3 separate regions of the Mus musculus genome follow, and regions 1 and 3 are each linked to region 2. The links are chromatin contacts, called in public Hi-C and HiChIP or PLAC-seq maps. All regions are on one chromosome and are shown on one strand. Each heading gives the region's core, a stretch centred on a gene start, on an enhancer-like site or on the middle of the called end of the contact. The rest is flanking DNA. Distances are from core to core; before and after follow the strand shown. Region 1 has its middle 14 kb from the start of Eps8. Region 2 has its middle 180 kb from the start of Eps8. Region 3 has its middle 4.0 kb from the start of Gm38915.

Region 1 (4,077 bases), core at 720-3,219, 190 kb after region 2:
GCATGCGCGCATGCATGTGCGGGTGGGGGTGTGGTGTCTGTTTTAAACAGCTCCGAATGAACTTCACTGTTTCACTGAGGGTGACTTTGAGCTTTTGATCCCCCTGCCTCCATCACCCCACTGCTGTGGTTACAGGCACACACTTCTGTGCCTGGTTCATGGAGCACTGCAGATTGCCACCCTAACATTCTGCCCACCCAGTCTTGTCTCTAGCCCTTGCTATCCCGATGAGGCACAGAGGGGGGAACTCTCCATCAGAGAGAGTGTCTAGATTGGAACCCAGTCCCCCAACTTCCAAAGGAAGATGGTGCTTTTGCGATCACTAAATGCAATGGAAGAGCCACTCTGTAGACAACGGGGAAGAGGCGGAGAGGCAGATGTGGCAAAGGATGGTCTAGTAACTAAGCCACCAGGAGCGGCAGAAGCTGTTTTGTGTTTTCGGGGAGCAAGTGTGAAGCACGCGGGATGAGTGAATTCTATTTACATCCCACTCAACAAGTGCTGAGGGAAAATGAGGGGGCCGGCTGGAGACACACAGCCTCCTTCAGCATCGTGGTTACTATTCCACAACTCTGAAATGCTTCACGGAGCCAAGGGGACGATTCAACTTGAAAAAACCAAAACCACACACTCTTAAAAAGACATTTAAATAGAAACCCAAGGGCTCTAAATTTCTTACAATCCACAAGCTTTCGGTGGATCCCATCCGGGCTGGGGCACTTATTGTTTGTTTGTTTGTTTGTTTGTTTGTTTGTTTCAATGGGACTGGGGAATGAACCCAGGGCTTCTTAGATGCTAAGCAAGCACCATACCAGTGAGCTACATCTCCAGCCTTCCGTGGCATTTTCAGTTCTGAGCAGGAACATGAGGTGTTTGTAGTCTTGGGAATACGGCCTAACGGCACCCTTCTGCGTTCCCAAGATTTTTGGAAAAGAGTGAGGATGGCATCGGTCACATCCCTCTCGTTATCTTTCCTCCTTTGCATTCTGCTCATCTCCTACAGAGGGGAAGGATTGAGTGCAAGAAACAAAAGACAGAGCCATAAGGACACACTGAGGAGAGTAAGTCAAGTACTAAGTCAAGGTAGTAGCGGGTATTCCTTGCTGCCCTGCTCTCTCTACCCTGTGCCCTGAAATGCCTCGGCTCTTCTGCTGCCCGAAGTCTTCCCCATGTCTCCATCCTCCTGTGAGCATCTGTGGCAGGAACATCTCAGTGTCGGGTGTTACAGCGGGCCTCCTGCTTCCCCTGTGCCGGCTTATCACGCAGCTGGCTCCCAGAGTCTGTCCCCAAGTCACACACATGCCCTTCCCTCAGCCCTTTGCCCATTTCTACCCCCTATACCCACAACAACAGTGTTTGACTCATCCCTAGTGTAATCATGATGAGATCAGCTACAAAAGATACAGACATCGGGCAAGTGAGATGGATCAGTGAGGGAAATGGCTTTCCATGCAAGTCTGATGACCTGAGTCCCATCCACTGGAACCCAGGTAAAAGGGCGTGTCCACACACACCCACAGACACTCTCACACACACTCTCTCTCTGGTGCACACACACATACACACAAATACACACAGATACAAACACATAAACCATATAAACAATAATTAGTATGATTTAAATAAATATATGGAACTCATTTTTTCTTACTTTGGGGAGCATTTTTATATTTAATAAAAATTGTTGGGCTGGTGAGATGGCTCAGTGGGTAAGAGCACCCGACTGCTCTTCCGAAGGTCAGGAGTTCAAATCCCAGCAACCACATGGTGGCTCACAACCATCCGTAACGAGATCTGGCGCCCTCTTCTGGAGTGTCTGAAGACAGCTTCAGTGTACTTACATATAATAAATAAATCTTTAAAAAAAAAAAATTGTTAGATGTCCAATTTGGGAAATTCATACCACTTCAAACAAGATAAAGTTATGCTTGGGAGCTGTGTCTCAGAAGGAATTAGAAAGCTCTGGACTTAGCCAGTCTTTGCTGCGTATTCATTTCTATTCTGGGCAGTGCTCAGAGCAAAGATGCACAGAATTATCTCCTAGACAAATGCAAATAATCTTCATAGAAAGCTCTTTATTTTCTTCTCTAAACTGTGGTATCTTTCTTGCTCACAACTCCCTACAGTGGGGTGATAATTAAAACACCTGCATTCTTTCTAAAATTGCTGATGAGCTAGCTCCAAACAAGAATAAGAATAAGCAGAAACGGCCATGCTATCATAAATTGAGTTATTATGCCAAGAAGTAGGAAATAAGTTGTGTCTGTCAACAGTCACCTCTGTCCACCCCCACACGCATCATGTCTGGGTCCACACTCCAGCATTCCTAGGAACAGGTATTCCGGCAGGAATAATCTCCAGGCTGAGGTGGGCTGAGCACACAGGGCTTCCATCGTGCTGTGTTCTTCATCAGAGCAGTGCCCATTATGAAGAGACAAGATACTTGTTCTGCCAGCAGATAACACTTCACTAGAAATAGAAGTCCTACTATCTCCCACTCAGACGGTGATCAGCATCCTTCAGGATGATCTTTTGAAACTATGGACTTGGTGTGCTCTGCAATGATGCGAGATAGGCTAAGGACTTCTCTCTACATGGACAGTGTTTTAAAATATTGACCACCCTATGGGCTCACACCAGTCCGATCCATTATCAAGCTAAGTGGTCTTCCATTTCACTATTGGACAAATTATTTTTACTGTACCCGTTGCAGTAGAAAAGCCGTTCTGCATTTCTGGTTTTCTTGGTTAAAAGAATGAAAAAACAAAAAAACCCTCACTAATTTCTAAACTATAAAAAATGTTCTATTGAATGTAGACTTTCCTTTTTTTTTTTTTTGAGACAGGGTCTCCATGTTGCCCCACTTATTTCAAAATTGCTCTTAGCCAGAGACTGCCCTTGAACACCTGCTGTGTCTGCCTTTGCCTTCAGAACACTGGGATGGTAGGTGTGTCTCAGCATAGCTGGCCATGGAATATTCTAGCTTTAAACACTTGACAGACAACTAATACAAATGCTTTTGTTTGTTGGTGTCCATATGTTTTTAGCCAGGTGTGCCATTGCATGCTACTTTGAAAGGCTGAAGTGCCTTCCTATGATTCCAGGAGTTTGGGGCTAGCCTGAACAATACAATGAGATTGCCTTTTAACAAGTTTACCTCGTTTGAAAAAGAACAGAAGAAATAACCTAGAATATGTGATTCATGTAGCCTAATAGTTAAGTTTGTGGGACATTCATTTGTAAAAGGGAAATGTCCCCTCAATGAGCTTCGAATGGATTCATTTGCTGGGTTGCTGGGACACAATTCTCTCTGGGTTTTTGACAACACTTGTTTCCTAGGACCTTTGAGACTCTTTCCAAGTGGTCAGTGGAAATAAACTTCCTTTTTTTTTCCTGTGCAAAATGAGCCCCAGTGGCTCTCGGGCTATTCTGCTGTGTTCTGATTACTGGCTTCTCACTCAGGACTCCAAGAGTCTTGCCAAAGCACCAAATGATTTTAATCCAGACTCTAACATTTTGGCTGAGAGTTTGCAAAGTCACCCTAGACTTTTAAACGTGTTTTTCTGGTGCTAAGTTCAAAAGATATATATTATTAGAAAACATTGGCATTCAAACACCTAAGTGGCCATGAGCACATTGACATTTGCATAGCCCCTAAGAACACTGTGGTCCCCAGACCCTTAAAGAGGTAGAACGCATTCTAAGGTGGAGTTGGACCATATGAAACACATATTTAAAAACGAAAAAATAAATAAGTCCTGTTTTCCCGTCACAGTAGAAAACATCTGTTTTGTTAATGGACATGATTCTATTTGCTTGAGTAGTTTTCCAGATGTTTTGAAAGTTCTAAACAGCTACATCCTTTCTGATCTGTGCTGTTCTAAAAGAGTTGACTTGCTACAAAACCACTTAGGCCTATGATAAAAATAAAAACAGTTACGTTTATCATGAAAACTAGACATTTTAGGCAAGGCCTTGAGTTGCTGTACCCTATGGAAGATTTTTTGTGTCTAGAAGATGTATACACACAGGCATCCTGGTTTCTCTTCCCGTTTTCCTGTTATTTGTTTGGTTCTG
Region 2 (3,786 bases), core at 1,195-3,694:
TCTCTGAGATACAACATGGACCAAGGACACATGCTTGCCTGGCAGTCATCAGTGAGCTGTTTCCAATCATATGTGTGGTCTCTGAGAGCCTAGTATTACGCTCGGCACTTCATCTGCCCTTCATTTACATGACATCAGCTAATGGAGTATTTTTTTTTTAGGACAATGATATGTAACTGGTAAAGTTCTCAAAAGAAAGATTCAAGGTGAAACAACCATGTAAAGTTAACCCACGATGCAAACCAAGGATGGAGGGAAAGGCCACAGATTAAAAGTGTATCTTTAGCAGATAAGCGTTATTATAGAAATAGACGTTTCTCTTAGTGTTTGTGCTGCTGCTATTGCTTTCCAACGCTTCTCACTAAGTCCAAATTCTCAGGAGATCCAGAAGGATGCACACAAGGCTGTTGTCTGTGGTGCAGATTCCTGGGTTACTACACGTCATGGTGGTTCCACATCCGTGGAAGCCCCAGCACACAGGAAGCGGTGAGCTTTGAAGATGTCAGGCAATATGCAGGAACCCAGTAGGTTATGCTGAATCTGCCATGGTAAGGAGGCCCAGCCTGGGACAGGAGCACAAAGCCAAGAGGACACAAACCTGTTCTTCAGTTCTAAGAACATTCAGAAAATCCTAAGTGCTGTCAAAAGTAGGAGTTGTACCTGTTGCGGCAGTCAAGGCACAAAGCATGGAATGGTAAGATGGCTCATCAGTTAAGAGTACTGGATGCTCTTCCTGAGGACTTCAGTTCAAGTTTTTATCACCCAAACCATGTAGCACACAAGCACCTATCACCCCAGCTTCAGGGCATCTGATGCCCTCTTCTGGCCTCGGTTGGCACTGCACTCGTGTGCACACACCCACACATATAGGCACAAAATTCAGAATACATTTACAAAAGAGGACTCAAGGACGGTGGCTATGGAGTTAGAGTGGGCACCTGTGAGGAATTGGGGAAGGTGTGGAGAATGATTAAAATACAATGTATGGAATTCCTAAAGGTATTCTAAATAAAAAAAAATAGAACTAAAAAGCAAACCATCTTAAGAAACAAATACAAAAAATCGCAGCCTTAGGAGGGCTCCTTGATCTCCCAGACATATTATAATCTCTTGCCTTTAAACAGAAATTCTATAAAGCATAAAGCAAAGCGTGAATGGTCAGCAGTGTAGCATTATAGAACATTGCAGATACAGTGACTCTGTTGTATAGTGTATGAGATGTCAGGTCATAGAGCATCGCTCACCACATCATGGTCAGCTCAGGGTTCTATAACAAGGTAGCCTAGACTGAGTAGGTAATAAACTACAAGGTTCCATTTCTCACAGACTGCTGGCCAGACATCTGGCCAGTTCTTGTGAGCTCCAGTCACTGGCTTCTTGCTTTATCTTAAATGGCATAGAAAGTCAGAGCTATCTGGGGCTTTTAAACAGCGGCAATAATCCCAGTAATAAGGGCTCTCATGACATAATTACTTCCCAAGGCCCCAACTCCTAATTATAACACTGAAGGTGGAGTTCAGTGTATGAACTTGGGGTGTGACATGTTTTTAAACCACACGGAGCTTTTAAAGAATCATATGCATCTAAAAACAATTCCTGGATTAATTTAGGATATATTAGTCACATAATTTCAATTTAGGTTAGCGTTCTACGGTCTCCAAGAGCCACTCAGAGCTTCTTTAATAGATTGGTTTAAAAACAAACAAACAAACAAACCCCCAATGCCTGGACTAGGTGGGCTCTGTTTCTCCAGGGCAATACCCCACATGGTCATTGGCTTTGGAATATTAATTACAGACGTGTTTACCCAGGCTCGGCTTTGAACTTTAACTCTCTGCTAGCATATACTGTTCAGCATGCATTCAGTGTGCCCAGCAACCCATGGGGAGAGGTTTTCTACAGAGCAATGCTGGGGCCTGATTTACACTGTAGTTGTGCAAACCACTTGTGTGGATGCACCGTGCCAACACCAACATTCTTTTTAAAAGCTCACAGCTGGCTGAAGATTTAGCCGAGATGCTAAAGTACTTACTTCCTTATGTATGTATGAAGCCCTGCTTTTGGTCTCCGTCTAGTCTGGATGTGCCAACATATGCCTGTAATCCTAGCACTCAGGAAGTAGAAACAGGAGGGGTCAGAAGTGTGTAGCAAACTCAAGGCCAGTCTGCGCTCCTTGAGGCCTTGTCTGAAAACAATAAATAAATGAATCAAAACTAACTAGCCAACAAAGCTCCCTGCTTCTAAGAGGAAGCCAATTTGTGCAACCCTACTGTGTAAACATGCCTGGGTCAAGTTAAGAGTAGAGGCTTGGGGTAAGCAGGCCCCATTTGTGAATGTCACTTAATCCTCCTATGAACCAGTTTCCTTGTTTGGTAACAGGAACACTAAAGGCTTCCTCCACAGCCCTGTGTAGAGGATTAAATGGAAAGCCCTTGGCACCGAGCCCGGCAGTTTGCGGATGCAGAGCTGAATAACTGAACAGCTCGGTCGGCAGAGTCACCTGCTATCTCAGAGCGCGAGTGTTCTCACATACAAAAGTAGCGTTATCTCCTTTCAGGGGCTGTGGTAGAACACAGAGTTGATTGTAGAGAGCATCAGGCAAGAGCCTGACAGGACTAAGCATGTTCTATATGGTTCTCCAAATCTGTCACTCACTGAGACTTCTGGCATGATATCCTAAGGGTAAAGGTGTCCCCTGCTCCTCTCCTGCCCCCCTGCTTGCTGCATTCAGTTCCTCCCAGGCACATTTACTGTGAGCGTTCCAATCTACTAGATCTGCCCCTGCCTTCCCCCCGACCCCCCCCCCCCGTGTAGCACCCCCCACCCCCCACCTCTGCTGGGCTTGGTGTGGACAACTTCAGAAGACTAAGGCCTCGTTTGTAAAATACCTCCTAAATTCGAGGTCAGTTGAACAAATTCGACAAGAAGTTGGACACAACAGCCGGCAGTGGTGGCGCATGCCTTTAATCCCAGCACTTGGGAGGCAGAGGCAGGTGGATTTCTGAGTTCAAGGAGCCTGGTCTACAAAGTGAGTTCCAGGACAGCCAGAGCTACACAGAGAAACCCTGTCTCGGAAAAAAAAATAAAAAGAAGTTGGACACAACAAGGCGATTTAAAAGAGCTGTCTTCATTTGTGTTCTGTAAATCCATTGTTCCACCATTCAAGCATAAAACAGCAGTAGCCATCTTCCCGTGCTTTATGTTTTATGGCTGCAAGATGAATGAGTTCTCTCAACATGTGAATCCCGCCCTCTGGTAGCGTGCTCTTGAAGATGAGCCAGTAGACATCCTCACGCTGTCTCCCCATGTTTACTCTGCTCTTGTGTACTGACTGCAGGCTACTGGATTATTCATAAGAGGTACCTTCTCACTTTGCACAGGCTGAGCTCCATGAGCCAGGAAACAGCCACGGCAATTGCCTGAGCCTGAGGTCGGATCGCTAGCTCTCTTCACTCCATTCATGCAAGCTTAATAAGCCCTTTCACTGCCTGCCTCCCAAGAGCTGAGCAGGATCCTTAAACTGAGCTTACTGGATAAACAGCCTCATAGTCTCTCACAGCAAATGCATTTCTCTTCCGTTGCTGTCCTGCCATCGGGGTAGACTGAATGGGTTAGCGAAGATTGGTCCTGGTTGCTGGCACGTTATATCATGTATACTTTAAAGAAAGAGGGTTATCAGCCAGATGACATTCTCTGAAGAGGTAACAGGATGGCTAAGATGCAGGACTGGATTTCCTAGTCTTACCCATGCCTAATGTCATCATTACCCATCATTGTCAACCTGAT
Region 3 (3,793 bases), core at 1,164-3,663, 230 kb after region 2:
ATTAAACAAAAAGTATGTCCTTAACTTTGGAAAGCTTAGTCCCAGGTGAGCTGGTGGTAATAACTGAGAGGCAGAGCCTCCTGGAAGGCTTCAAGTGCAGGGAATAGTGTGGTCAGCATTGTTTCCTTTCTGCTCTTTCACTTTATGTCCACTAGGTGATGTTCCATCATGATGTGCCACACCACCTTATGCTCCAAACAACAAAGTCAATGGTTCAAGGACTGCAACCACCAAAACTGTGAGCCAAGACAAAACCCTTCATAAGTTGATCATCTCAGGCACTCATCCTAGTAGCAGAAAGGCAACTAACCCTAAACTCCTTCATTCAGACATAGTTTCAGCAAGACATACACATTGGCAAGTCCAGGCTGAATTTCTGAGCTGAATTTTGGCAACCTTGTGCCATCGGCTTCTCTGGGTAGTGTACAACCTTCAGCGAAAATGCAAGAAGCTCTCCAGTTCGATAGACTAGACATGGATGCGAAAATACCTTCATCCTCCTTTCTCTCCAGCCTGAGATGAGACCAGTTATAGCTTCCAAAGACAATGAGGCCATTTGCTGATGCAATGGCATCTAAGCCTGGCTTCCCTCCATCCCCCATGCCTATATTTTCCCTCTTTTTCCTTGAGATTGTATTACTTTTAGCCTTGAGTGTTTAAAAAAAGATTGGGGCCATTTATTTAATGTCAGAATCAATACTGATCCCAGGGCTATGTACAGGATGGATTCCTGGTAGCAGTGCTTGCTGATGCTTTCAAGGGCTCAGGGAGCGTTTACAAGCATGGTTCTTCCTTCAGTTATAAAGGAGATACATTCAAGATGAACTAAACAGCCTAAGAGAAGCTCAGTTCCCTATTCTGAGCTCACAAGATGAACTTGTGTTTACTAGATAAAGAATTTATAGCTGGGAGAAGTAGACTTCTACTCTTAAGAATATCTAACCAGCTTTCAACCCACTTGTAATAGCTTGTAAAAGAAATTGCTATTAAAAATGCTGCAAAATGGTAAGGTCATAAATGAATGAATTACAACATTCAATTACTGGCTTTTTCGACTAATAATATTGCCCCATATGATATAACACCAGCTATAAATAGCCATTTAAAATGCTTTCTCTTGTCACACATAGTGAAATGTGGCTTTGCAAATGGGTCACTCAATAGAATGGAGCTATGTGTAAACCATGATTTTCCCCTCACAGCTCTATTGTAGAAGTTAAAAGAAATTGTTGATCCCAGAGTGCCTCAGAACAGATATACTTCAAAGACAAGAGGAAATATTTTATACTTTGTGACATTCTTGAGATAATGGGAAATTAATATTCTCTACCCTTGCCTTTGTGTTTATTTGTAACTATATGTTAGGATAGCTTCACTTTTTTAGTGTATAAAGGCTGGGGGAAAATCATTACTAAGGTTTTCCTTAAACTGACAAACAAAAAAAACTAGAAAATTAGAACTGGTATGAACATCTTGTCTGTGGTATTGGCCATCCCTCATGTGTCATTATTTTCCATATATTTCAAGCAAACAGTGTAATATCCATGCTTTTGGACTATGACGATCAGAATAGCTCACAGTGAATAGCAGTCCAGTGTGTTCGTCCTCTAGTAGTAAACAGCCTTCATTTGTCACCCCTTACTGTCTTGGAAACAGAGTATGATCAAAGTTAAAGCAAACCCGTGTTGGAGATATTATCCAAGCCTGAATGTTTCCACAGCACTCAGTTTCTCTGGGTCAATCCACCAACCCAACACTATCTGGGGTCGCTCTAGCGTGCTCTTCCCAGTCTGCTCTCTCTTCTTTGAAATCTCAGTCTGGCATAATAATAATCCACTGGATAAGGGCACTCGATGCCAAGTTTGACAACCTGAGTTTGATTCCTGCACCCCCATTGCTGGAAAGACAGAATTGACTCCCACGGGAACAGGCATGGACTAAACTAATGTGACAAAAAGACATGTTGTGGATTCTCATATCTCTCAGATAACCAAATTTGATGCTGCCTCATCACATATTCTGTTATGTCTGTCTAACTTGTAAGCGCCTTGTTTCCCTAGCAACTCTGAAGCCTCAGAATAGAGAGTGAAGTTTTCCTCATTTTACTTCCAGATAATTGGGGTAGAACGAAACAGAACTCGATTTAATTCAGTAAATTTAAGTCTCCTTCCTTCTAACATCCAGACTAGGAAAATTCCCAAGGTCTTCTGCTACCACAGACATAACTACAGACCATACAGTTGTTCACCATGGTTGATTGCCCCCTACCACAGTCTACCATTGAACCTCAGCTACAGAATGAGACGTATAATTAAAATGTGTCACTGGAGACCTAATTAACATTCACTTTCCTCAAGAGTCCTATTAGCAGACTGCAAATTAAAAGTGTTTGAAAAGTATAATTGGCATAATGATGAGAGAACACAGAATAACCACATCACCCCACCGAATACATAGAGAGGGAGCTGTTAAAAATGGAGAGGATGTAGCAGCGCCTCACATGAACAGGCTGTGCCGAATCCCCACATGGATGGCCCTTATCAGACTTCACACGGTTAGGCGTTTCCAGATCTTCACGTGGATAGGTTATACCAAATCCCCACATGAGAGAAACCTCATAAGCCAGTCACAGAAGCATAGACATTGTGTGGCTTTGTTCATGAAGGGTTTCCAGGTCAACTTAGAGCAGCAAACGCTATGCTATGGTTGTGAGAGCCAGAGGCAGTGGGAAATGCGAAGCTGTTGCTTTAATGATATAAAATTCCATAAGCTGTTGCTTAATGATAGAAAATTTTGAGACGTGTACATTTTACAGATCTGCTCTACAAAGTAACACAATGGTTCCTTTCACTTAACACTGTTAAATGAGTTTCTATGCTAGTACATACTTCTTAGCATAAACACCACACACACACACACACACACACACACACACACACACTCACAAATACATTGAAATCTGTCAAGTTGACTGGCTCTGATAGCTATCTTGATCCTGATGGTGGTACCCCTGCACATATCTAACTTCCTGTGCGAGTGACAACAATTACATCTCAGTACAGTTGTTAGAGAAAGTATACCATGAAAAGAAAATGGCGGAAAGACACCTAAGCTTGACACAAGATTTAAGTAAGTAGGTGAATAGTAGATATCAGATTCATCAAGAAGTAAATAAACAGTGGTAGAAATCACCGGCTAATGCTATTATGGTACCCTTGGCTTTGGTCACCACAGTGCCTCCCTACTCCTCATATTCACCCCAGAGATGCATATAATCATCATCTTTAATTCAAGAAGAGGGAAACTGAGGCAAGGAAAAGTTAAGTTGCAGTAGATCCAGGACACAGCTAGGATTCAGCCTCCAGTGATATGTCAGATCTGGGGTTTGAAGGATACTGTCTTAACCACTGGGTGGCATTTTTGTGGACTCTGCTGTCCAAAGTGCACCCTTGATAATGCTCCAGACAAATGTTCTGTTCCCTGAACTCTCAAAAATCCACTTAATTTAAAAATTCTTCCACAATACTGAGCACTTTTGGTAACGGACACATTATAACATGACCTTCAGCGACTACTTTTAGAAACTCTGCTCCTTGTGTGTGAGATGAAAATGTGACTTTTACTGACCCTAATAAACAAGGATGCTGAGAGGATGCTATTCTTGGGATTAGACATCAGATAAGATCTAGTCTTAAACCGGGTGTGGTGGCGCACGCCTTTAATCCCAGCACTTGGGAGGCAGAGGCAGGCGGATTTCTGAGTTCGAAGCCAGCCTGGTCTACAAAGTGAGTTC

Evidence for each region. A called contact is a pair of places that touch in the nucleus more often than the background predicts. HiChIP or PLAC-seq counts read pairs in DNA pulled down with a chosen protein or histone mark.
Region 1: a Hi-C map of rod photoreceptor shows a contact between it and region 2, with 2.6 times the contacts expected there. The contact joins two enhancer-like sites. A contact is called at or near these places in 12 of 39 promoter capture datasets (the 3T3-L1 cell line, the C10 cell line, the HPC-7 cell line and 7 more), 1 of 15 datasets of contacts at CTCF or cohesin (the NIH/3T3 cell line), 26 of 484 Hi-C or Micro-C datasets (ECoMG myeloid progenitors, Th2 cells, bone marrow-derived macrophages and 16 more), 10 of 115 datasets of contacts at active chromatin or transcription factors (acute myeloid leukemia, bone marrow-derived dendritic cells, double positive thymocytes and 4 more) and 3 of 9 other capture datasets (adipose tissue, liver and pancreatic islet).
Region 3: an H3K4me3 HiChIP or PLAC-seq map of embryonic basal ganglia shows a contact between it and region 2, with 3 times the contacts expected there. The contact joins two enhancer-like sites. A contact is called at or near these places in 9 of 484 Hi-C or Micro-C datasets (the C10 cell line, CD8 T cells, bone marrow-derived macrophages and 6 more), 7 of 115 datasets of contacts at active chromatin or transcription factors (bone marrow-derived macrophages, cardiomyocytes, embryonic basal ganglia and 3 more) and 1 of 9 other capture datasets (embryonic stem cells).

Annotation. Positions count from the first base shown.
Region 1 is chr6:137,661,717-137,665,793 of GRCm38.p6, forward strand. No RefSeq gene overlaps it. Among named protein-coding and RNA genes, the nearest start is that of Eps8, 14 kb to the left of the region's middle. Within about 2 kb of position 1,970, at least 9 of the 459 cell types and tissues checked have an H3K27ac peak or open chromatin away from gene starts, as enhancers often do. A contact at or near this core is called in rod photoreceptor, where this site is marked.
Region 2 is chr6:137,468,912-137,472,697 of GRCm38.p6, forward strand. No RefSeq gene overlaps it. Among named protein-coding and RNA genes, the nearest start is that of Eps8, 180 kb to the right of the region's middle. Within about 2 kb of position 2,445, at least 156 of the 459 cell types and tissues checked have an H3K27ac peak or open chromatin away from gene starts, as enhancers often do. A contact at or near this core is called in embryonic basal ganglia and rod photoreceptor, where this site is marked.
Region 3 is chr6:137,697,233-137,701,025 of GRCm38.p6, forward strand. No RefSeq gene overlaps it. Among named protein-coding and RNA genes, the nearest start is that of Gm38915, 4.0 kb to the right of the region's middle. Within about 2 kb of position 2,414, at least 5 of the 459 cell types and tissues checked have an H3K27ac peak or open chromatin away from gene starts, as enhancers often do. A contact at or near this core is called in embryonic basal ganglia, where this site is marked.